2 separate regions of the Hordeum vulgare genome follow, and region 1 is linked to region 2. A link is a contact called in public Hi-C data. All regions are on one chromosome and are shown on one strand. Each heading gives the region's core, a stretch centred on a gene start, on an enhancer-like site or on the middle of the called end of the contact. The rest is flanking DNA. Distances are from core to core; before and after follow the strand shown.

Evidence for each region. Hi-C and Micro-C count contacts between places; a contact is called where the count stands out from the background.
Region 1: a contact with region 2 is called in a Hi-C map of seedling, with 3 times the contacts expected there. The contact joins the promoter of LOC123411082 here to the promoter of LOC123409968 in region 2. A contact is called at or near these places in 2 of 6 Hi-C or Micro-C datasets (leaf and seedling).

What each region holds. Positions count from the first base shown.
Region 1 is chr7H:53,170,895-53,175,337 of MorexV3_pseudomolecules_assembly, forward strand. It overlaps LOC123411082 (probable glycosyltransferase At5g25310), which reads right to left and starts at 1,469. Exons shown (of 3, transcript XM_045104001.1): 1 at 888-1,469; 2 at 403-763; 3 at 1-315. The coding sequence starts at 1,156.
Region 2 is chr7H:52,993,792-52,998,385 of MorexV3_pseudomolecules_assembly, forward strand. It overlaps LOC123409968 (cystathionine beta-lyase, chloroplastic), which reads left to right and starts at 2,277. Exons shown (of 12, transcript XM_045102837.1): 1 at 2,277-2,599; 2 at 2,668-2,780; 3 at 3,477-3,547; 4 at 3,643-3,734; 5 at 3,833-3,920; 6 at 4,009-4,120; 7 at 4,241-4,337; 8 at 4,436-4,517. The coding sequence starts at 2,344.

The DNA.
Region 1 (4,443 bases), core at 219-2,718, 180 kb after region 2:
GCTGTTGCCGCCGGTGGTGGACGGGAGGTCGTACTCGTACACGGGGAAGGTGGCCGGGTCGCGGCCCTTCCAGTGGCGGAGCAGCAGGTCGCGGACGTGGCCGTGCCGCCCGCCGGCGAAGAAGGCCAGGTAAGGCCGCGCCGACAGCCCCGGCGAGGGGCCCAGGAGCTGCCGCGGCGTGTCTCCGTCGTAGAGGTTGATCTCCGGGATGCTCACGTCCTTCCCCGGCCGGAACCCCTCCGACGTGTTGGCGTTGCAGAGCGCGCGGATGCCGTTCGCGTACAGCTCCGGGTCCCCCTTGGACGCGTCAGGACCCTACACACGGACAGTGAAGTTGTAGTTGTAGGACGGACACCTGAAGAAGAAACGAGAAATCTTATTTTGTGCATGCGCACGGCGTACCCAATCGTGGCAAGAGAGCATGAAGTGGTCGGCGCCGGCGGAGCGGTTCCAGAAGGGGTGGCGGGAGGCGACGACGCGGACGTAGTCGCCGACGAGGGAGAGGAGCGGCCCGCGGTCGTAGGAGAGTTGGCGGTACGCAAACTGCATCATCTGTGCGACGCTGAAGGGGAGGAAGAAGGCGTGCGCGCGGTCGGCGTCCCGCGTCCGGACGCCGGGCGCGGGCGGCGCCAGGAGCTCGAGCTGCTCGATGAAGCGGCCCTCGATGGTGTAGATGTCCTTGCAGGGCCCCGTGTGCAGGATCGGCGGCTCCCCTTCCTCGTACACGTACACCTTGAACCGCCTCTCCATCTCCACGTAGCTCCTGCCACGCCAGCCATGAGTACGCGCGCGTGAGTAATCGAGATCGGCCGGAGAAGGAACGCCGGATGCGGTTTGGTTTGGCATCGGCGGTGGGTGGCAGACGACGTCGACATACAATATCTTACCGGTGGAAGGCTGCCGGGTTGCGGTAGACCCTGGCGAGGAGAGCATACTCCACGTCGTCGCCGCGGAACCACGTGCCGGGAGCCGAGCTGGCGTTGTTGCCATGGCGCCGCGCCGCGCGCCGTATCGCTGCCCGCGCGGCGTCGAGCTCCCGCTCCACGCTCGGCCTCTCCACGCCGGAGACAGGGAAAACACCGCGGCCGCCGACCACGACCACGAGGATGGCCGCCGAGAGCGCAACGGCCAGCAAGCGCGCAGCAGCGGCAGCCATGTGCACAGCCCGAGCTGCCGGCCTCGACTAAACAATCAATCCCCGTCACAGTGCCTTATCGAGCACGTAGTGCTGGCACATCTGCCGGAGAGATCTGGACGGATAGCTGGATGGTCGGCCGGAGAGATCCGACGAGAGGGAGCAGGTTAACGACGATGAGCAAGGGAGGAGGTCATGAGTTCAGCGAGTGGGATTGAGTTAGCAGGGTTGCAGGTCGCGAGGGGTTGGAAACTGCCGCCAGCACAGCTAATAGCTACCAGGGATTGAGTTCAGCGGCGCCGTTCGTTCTACGCAAGCCTTCTACAAATTGGAAATCTTTTTTTTTGGATATTTTATATGCTAGAAATAGGGAATCAATAATGCGGTACTATGTATACAATTATTCCTTGGAAATACTGGTATTAATGCAGCGCGATTAATAGGAAATATTTTTGCTTCGATCTCCTCGGCCGTCTCGATCGACGCCCCTGCCTTCAATGCTCACTCGGTACTCCGTCGATCGGGCGGCTACTCCATGGAGGCGACCACGTAGTGCACAGATCACAAGGAGCCAGTGAGCTGGATGTGTGATGTCTGGGTCAATTAGACAAGGACCTCATAAAGTGTCACACGTCAGATACAAGCACATGACAACTTTAGCTGTTTTTTTATGATAAATTTAGTGACATAGGGATCGAAAATCCTTTTCGAGCTCGATCTCCATAGAGGCCTGTTTTTTCAAAATTCATATCTTTACATTTCAAGAAAATTCAAAAACAAATACAGGTACACATGAAGGCATAGCACACATATGTGTAAATTTTTAGGACGAAATAGGTTGAAACGATGTCTATGTAGAAAAACAAGTTTGTGGCTTTTTAACACGTGATACTATTCATCTCAAAAATACATGAATTTGTTTTTTTTTTTTGCATAGATCGCATATCAAGGTATTTTATTCTGAATTTTGCACACATATACATTTCATTCATGTATACTTCCAAAATATTTTACATTTTTTTGAAAGTGGAAAATTTGAATTTTGATTTTTTTCAAAAATAAAGGGCTCCGTGAAGGCCGAGCTTCAAAACACCCTACTCCATAGGGATGGCAATTTTAATTGCAAGTTACCGAGCATGGCAATTTTCGTGTTTTTGTTTATTTTTGACGCAACTTTATTGTGTGTCGCCAAAATTTGTCATCCTTGCATAACTGAAATTGGCATAAAAACAAGTCTGAACCGATGCCATGCACCTGAAGTGTGACACTTACCATTTTAATTAGACAAGAACAAGAACGAGAAGTGTGGTCAAAACGGATTAATTTCATTGGTCTCATGACCAATGACGTTGAGGACGTGGGTCAAGTTTACCACGTTTTTACAACAAATTGTGGCAAACCCAAAATAAATAAATATGGTAGTTATAAGTGCGAAAGATTAGGCAAAAGTGCTAATGATAAGTGTGGTATGCTCCAAAGAAATACTCACTTCGTTTCTAAATATGTTTTTTTAGAAATTTCACTACAGACTACATACGGATATATATAGACATATTACGGAATGTAGGTTCAATTATTTTGCTCTGTAGGTAGTTTATAGTGAAACTTTTTAAAAAAAACTTATATTTAGGAACGAAGGGAGTGTATGGCAGTGAAATAAATTGTTGCTGCAAATAGGTACCACACTTGTGGCTAAGCGTGGTTAGATGCGGCTATGATCCAAACAGACCCTATATAGTTTACGCTAGCGATGGATGGTGGATGGACAAAAATGTTTGGTCTATCGGTATATATAGTACACCCTATATGAATACAATGCTCCCTTTATTCAAAAATACTTGTCGGACAAATATATGTATTTACATGTATAGTTTTAGATATATTCATTTTTATTTATGTCACGACAAGTATTTTCGGACAGAAGGAGCGGTAACAAAACAACAAGTGAAAAAATGTTGAAAACATTTCAGAAATAAACTTGACCTTTCATTGTACTTGCGAATAAGATTGACAAAAAATCCCATTGACTTTTTTTTAGAAAACAAAATTTCCCACTAAAATAGTGTGAATAGTGACCTGTATATAATAGCAATAAATTAACTTTTTCCTGAAGTCATGCTGGTTTATTATACATGAAAATTTATATGTTAGTGCAAAAAAAGTTAAGTTTTATTTGAAATATATATTTTTAAATTTTTTAGAATTATAAATATTTTATGTCATATCAGGTGTTTATACACCCAAGAATCAAAGGGCAATTTCCGAGTGATGGATCCATTTTCTAGAAGGTATTTTTTGGGTGGAGAGAGCATTTAGATGCATCATCAAGTTTTTTTAGCAGACGGTGTCTTTCCAATTGTTGGGCATGTTTGGTTCCTGACCAAAGTTTGCCATGCTTTTCCAATTAGTTGTGCAAGCTTCAAAAAAGTGTGAAGAATAAAATGATTGTTACATATGTAGAAGATTAAGAAAAAGTATGAGTTAGTGATACGTGGGATACACTGCGGAAAATATGTGATGTCACAGACATGGCAATAAAACAAACAATTGCCACAAACAGCTTGGCACAATTTTGCATGGTTTTTTGTCTCCCAATGTCGCATGACTTTTTTCGTCTCTTCTCCCACCACCTCCTCTCACCCTCGTTCATCGGTTAGTTTTTCTCTCCTAACGTCTAACAAATCATGAATTTAACTTTCTTAAGTTATCCAAATCAATTGATCCTCTTATTAGTGCAACTTGTTTTAGTAACAAATAACATATTTTCAGAAAAAGATAATAACGAATTTTAAGGAAATTAGCAACTAAATCATGACAAACAAATCTTTACTCCTAATAGGAGACTTGGTAGCCGGCGTTCCAAGATTTCTTTCGTCTATCCTCTCACCTTTGTGTGGGGTTTTTTAGTCCTTCCTTCCACCGTCAACTATTTCATGTGGGGTTTTTGCATCATCACCTTTCACCATCCGATTCCTTTGGTTTTTTTTTTGCTTTACCTTCCACACAACGAAAAAAAAATCTAAAAGGATCCGAAATTTCCATGCGGTCATAAGTTATTTAGTAATGTCTTTATGTGAAAAAAAACAATCATTATTAATATTTAATGAATCTTTTAAGATCAAATCTAAATTAGTTAACCTTACCATAAGTTGCTCAATCATCTTAATTAATCTTTATATACATCATCAAAATTAAATTAATTAACATTACCATATATCGTCTAATCACATTAATGTCGCATGACACATCCTATCAAATCTCTATTTGGTAGCTTCCTTTCCATGTTTTTTTGTCTCACCTCCCTCCCT
Region 2 (4,594 bases), core at 1,027-3,526:
GGATGTGTTTTGCTTCCATGTCTTTCTTCTCTACTATCTCAACATACGTGAGTTGCACAATGAGAGTTGAATTCATGTTCGGACGATTCACCAGAAGGTTTTTCCTCACACAATTATGTGGGACGACATCAGTGACAATACAGTGGATGTTTCACTTCGGCACGTGCCCGTGCACCTTTCCAGGACAACCAATTTCAACATGTTTCACCGTATAGTTTGTTGGACTTGATATGTGTGTGCGAAAATACTCTACGTAGACATAATCCACTTTGTCATCGCATGCTTACTTTACTTTTTTTCTTCTTTATATCATACATAGCCCCTATTTGAACTTGGTTCAGATGATAGTGTCACTGAGTCTCATGGCCATCGTTGACTGTAAGACCGGTCGACATGTCTTGATATCATGAAGAAGGAATCGACACCTTCACTTCCTCCTCAAATTTTTTTAGAATCCAGATCCTTCGCCAATCCATCCTTGTCCTCCTCTCCATCACCCTCTGCATTTCCTCCCCTGCCTCGTCCCCATCAGCAAAACCACTACCAACAAATAATGTCGACTAACTACTCTACCCTAGATCATGACCATGCAAATTGTATGGCACTTAATTCAACCCTTCCCCGGGATGGCTAACATCCACATCTACTGGTTGTGATCCGGATAGACCGGTCTCGTTAGACGCTTGATTGCCCTGGTCGAGTTCATACCCCCCGCTGATTTCAGTGGTATTCCCCCCTTCGCCATAGGCTGTACTAGGGCATATGGGTGGCTCCTTTGATCTCTTCAACGCTTAACAAAGCCAACCACTTCTGCCTCCTATCTATCAGTGTCAGCTCCCATCATATGTTTTTACAAGATTTGGTCGATAAGGCATCAATGCTAACAGAACACACATCAAGATCAAGCCCAAAACTAGTTGTCAACCAGTACTTCAACTGCGTGATGTCCAATCTTTTCGGGTGTGGAAGGGTCAACTGACAACTTTTATACTCGCGAAGATCAACCCCCAACCAATTATATCGGACATTATGAGGGCCATAATAAATAGTAAAAATAACCGGTTCAAACATTTTCACCTGTCACACATTTTCATCTTGCCATCAATCACAAGGAAAAAATAATCCCCGTTAAACTAACTAAACACTAAAATCATGACTGGTACAAAATGCACCGACTAAAAATACCATCACACTAAAATTAACACTAACACTATGCAATATCATCTACACTAATTAAACACTAAAACTATATATACATAGAGAACTAATTAGAGAAATTTTTCGACGACATGGTTATACTTTCGACGCGTGAGTTGCCGGTTGCAAGCTTGTCTCTTCCTGGAGCCCGTGCACCATCGTGTCCATCACCACAACTGCCTCCCCCTCGGCTCCCAGAGGTTGCACCACGGCTACTCCCCACCAAGCCTTCCCTCCAGCCGCACCTCCTTCCTCCCAGCCACACCTACTATCCCCAACTGCACCTCCTCCTACCATGGTTCCTCCTCACCGCATCTCCAAAATGACTACCCCAAGGATATATCGAAGCTTAGGCCGTCGGGAATGGCCATGCTTCGGGGAACCGATGCAAGAATGGCGTGGAAACAAACTGGATCGAGAAAAAACCAGAAGAACATAGAGTGAGAGACATGAGCAAGCACCGGTGTCGGGAGGAAGAAGACGATCGGTCTTATCCTGACCTCTTCAATCTCACGTTGGCCAAAGACTACTCTCCGGTCACGGATTGACCAAAGTCACTCTCTTCGGCATAAGGCCCACCAACGACGGCTCTTCGGTCCAGTTAGGCCACTCTTCAGCCCGTTGTAGACCGAAAACCACACTTCGGTCTACGCGTGGCCCAAAAGCCCCTCTTCGACCTAATGAACACGAAAGACCCGCTCTTCAACCTAATTGTGCCTGACGGGGTCCTAGTTCTGATATTTTGGAGCCGACATACATTTTTGGAATATTTTATAAAAGTAATAGTGTACTAAGTACTCCCTTCGTTCCTAAATATAAGTCTTTCTAGAGATTCCACTAGTAGACTACATACGGATGTATATAGACATACTTTAGAGTTAGATTCACTCATTTTGTTCTGTATGTAGACTTCTAATGAAATCTTTTAAATGACTTATATTTAGGAACGGAGGGAGTAATAATTAAAAAAAAAATCTGGTATGCGCACCGGGAGCGAATGAAAAAGCTGATCCAATGAATCTAGACACGATAATCCAATTCCGCAAAAGTACACCAACGATCCGTCCCACTGACCATAGTAACCCACCCGTCAGTCCGTGCCACTTCGCTATCAAACCAACTCCCGCTTCCCCACTCTCGCCGACCATGGCCGCCGCCGTCGCCACCGCTGCCGCCCGCCTCTTCCTCCTCCACTCCAGCCCGCGCTCCTCCCTCCCGTGCCCAAACCCTAGCCCCAGCTCCGCCCACACGCCCCGCCTCGCCTACCCGTGCCTCGCGCTCTCCCACCGCATGGCGGCGGCCCCGGCGGCGATCGCCGGTCCCTCCGGCGACTCCGAGCGCGACCTCAGCGCGTCCGCGGTCTCCTTGGATGCGCCTGGGGCCGTAGAATCCTCGGGAGATGGTGGGTTTGTGGGGCTCTGTGCTTGTTCTGGTGGAATTAGTGTGTAAATGTTCGCCTTCCGGGTGCAGGTCTGACGAGGAAGGAGCCGAGCGTGGCGACGATACTGACCAGCTTCGAGAACTCGTTCGACAAGTACGGGGCTCTCAGCACGCCCCTGTACCAGACGGCCACCTTCAAGCAGGTAGCTAGGGTTGCAAACAGAGGGGATTGCATTGGGCAACCATGTAAACCTAAATTGAACCAATGTTTTCTCAATGTGCTTTACTTCTGTTTGGAGGCACATTATTTGTTTCATACTACTAGTTATGATTGATATTTCACATTAGGCGGCTGCTGTACCGGGGGGTAATCAGTTGACATTTTAGGGGTTCAGTGCATTTCTATCGTATGGAATAGAGTGCTCAAGTGTGCGTGGAAATTTTTGGCCGGTTGCAATCCTTTTGTAAGACAGATCTTAATCATCTCGAAGCCTGAAGAATTCTACTCCCTCTGCACCATAATATATGACGTTTTAGCAGTTCAATTGAAAGTCCTTGTGCTGAAACGTTGCTCACCATGTATACCAGGTTACGGAAATTTTAGCTGGCAAACCAAATTACCTAGTTGTAGTGATTCATCACATCTTAGTTTTTGCTAATTACATCATTTTTCTTGCTTGTCCCTCAAAACAATACTACAGTGAATGTAGTTGATACATCCCCCCTGCCATCATATTTATATTTCTACAGGAACTCTGGTATGCAGATATCAGTACTGCGAATTTGTCGAGGAATAATTGTTTTTGGTTTGACTGAAGAACTATAGCGTGCACCGTTTAGTCTGGCCCATTGCTTACACTCTTGTTTCCATGTTTCTTACCAGTAATTTTACTTTCCAGCCTTCAGCAACTGTTAATGGAGCTTATGATTATACTAGAAGTGGCAATCCTACTCGTGATGTTCTCCAGAGGTCACTCTCAGTCCAACTGCTTATTCTTATTTACTGTATGCAGTGTAAATATATGCATTATTCAGTGGCACTGATAAATTCGATCACACATTCAGCCTTATGGCCAAGCTCGAGAAGGCAGACCAAGCATTCTGCTTCACTAGTGGGATGGCAGCACTAGCTGCAGTAACACACCTACTTCAGTCTGGTAAGTATCTAACATGTACTACTTTCTTACTCTTGTGTTTCAAGCTTATTTCTATTGTATGCACTTACGAATTATTTGGCTAAACGCACAATTCTAAGGTCAAGAAATAGTTGCTGGAGAGGACATATACGGTGGCTCTGATCGTCTGCTCTCACAAGTTGTCCCAAGAAATGGAATTGTAGTGAAGTTAGTTCTTCCCTTTTCAGTTGAATGATTCTCTCATTGGTCTTTTCTCACTCACTTACAAAGTATTATATGCATTGTGGCGTGATAGACGAGTGGATACAACTAAAATTAACGATGTGGCTGCTGCAATTGGACCCTTGACTAAACTAGTTTGGCTTGAAAGTCCCACCAATCCCCGTCAACAAATTACTGATATAAAGGTAATAGTGTTGATGTATGCATACCAGTTCTCATGAAGAATATATATAATATTTGATTAATCCAGATATATTTTCTTAGGCAATATGCTTACCCCGTCCAGTGTTTTATCTACTTCACAGAAAATCGCAGAGATAGCTCATTCTCACGGTGCTCTTGTTTTGGTGGACAACAGTATCATGTCTCCAGTACTGTCCCGGCCTATAGAACTTGGAGCAGGTATAGAATCATGCAATTACTTAACTGGAAACAACACCATATCATCTTGTGCATATTATCTCAGTCTACTTCACGGCATTCTATTGTCTTATGTGTAGATATTGTGATGCACTCAGCTACCAAATTTATAGCTGGACATAGTGATCTTATGGCTGGAATTCTGGCTGTAAAGGGTGAAAGGTCTGTTCTACTGGCCATCTTTGTCACTAATGATCATGCTAAGTATTTTCAATGATAAATATTTTTAAATCCTCAAA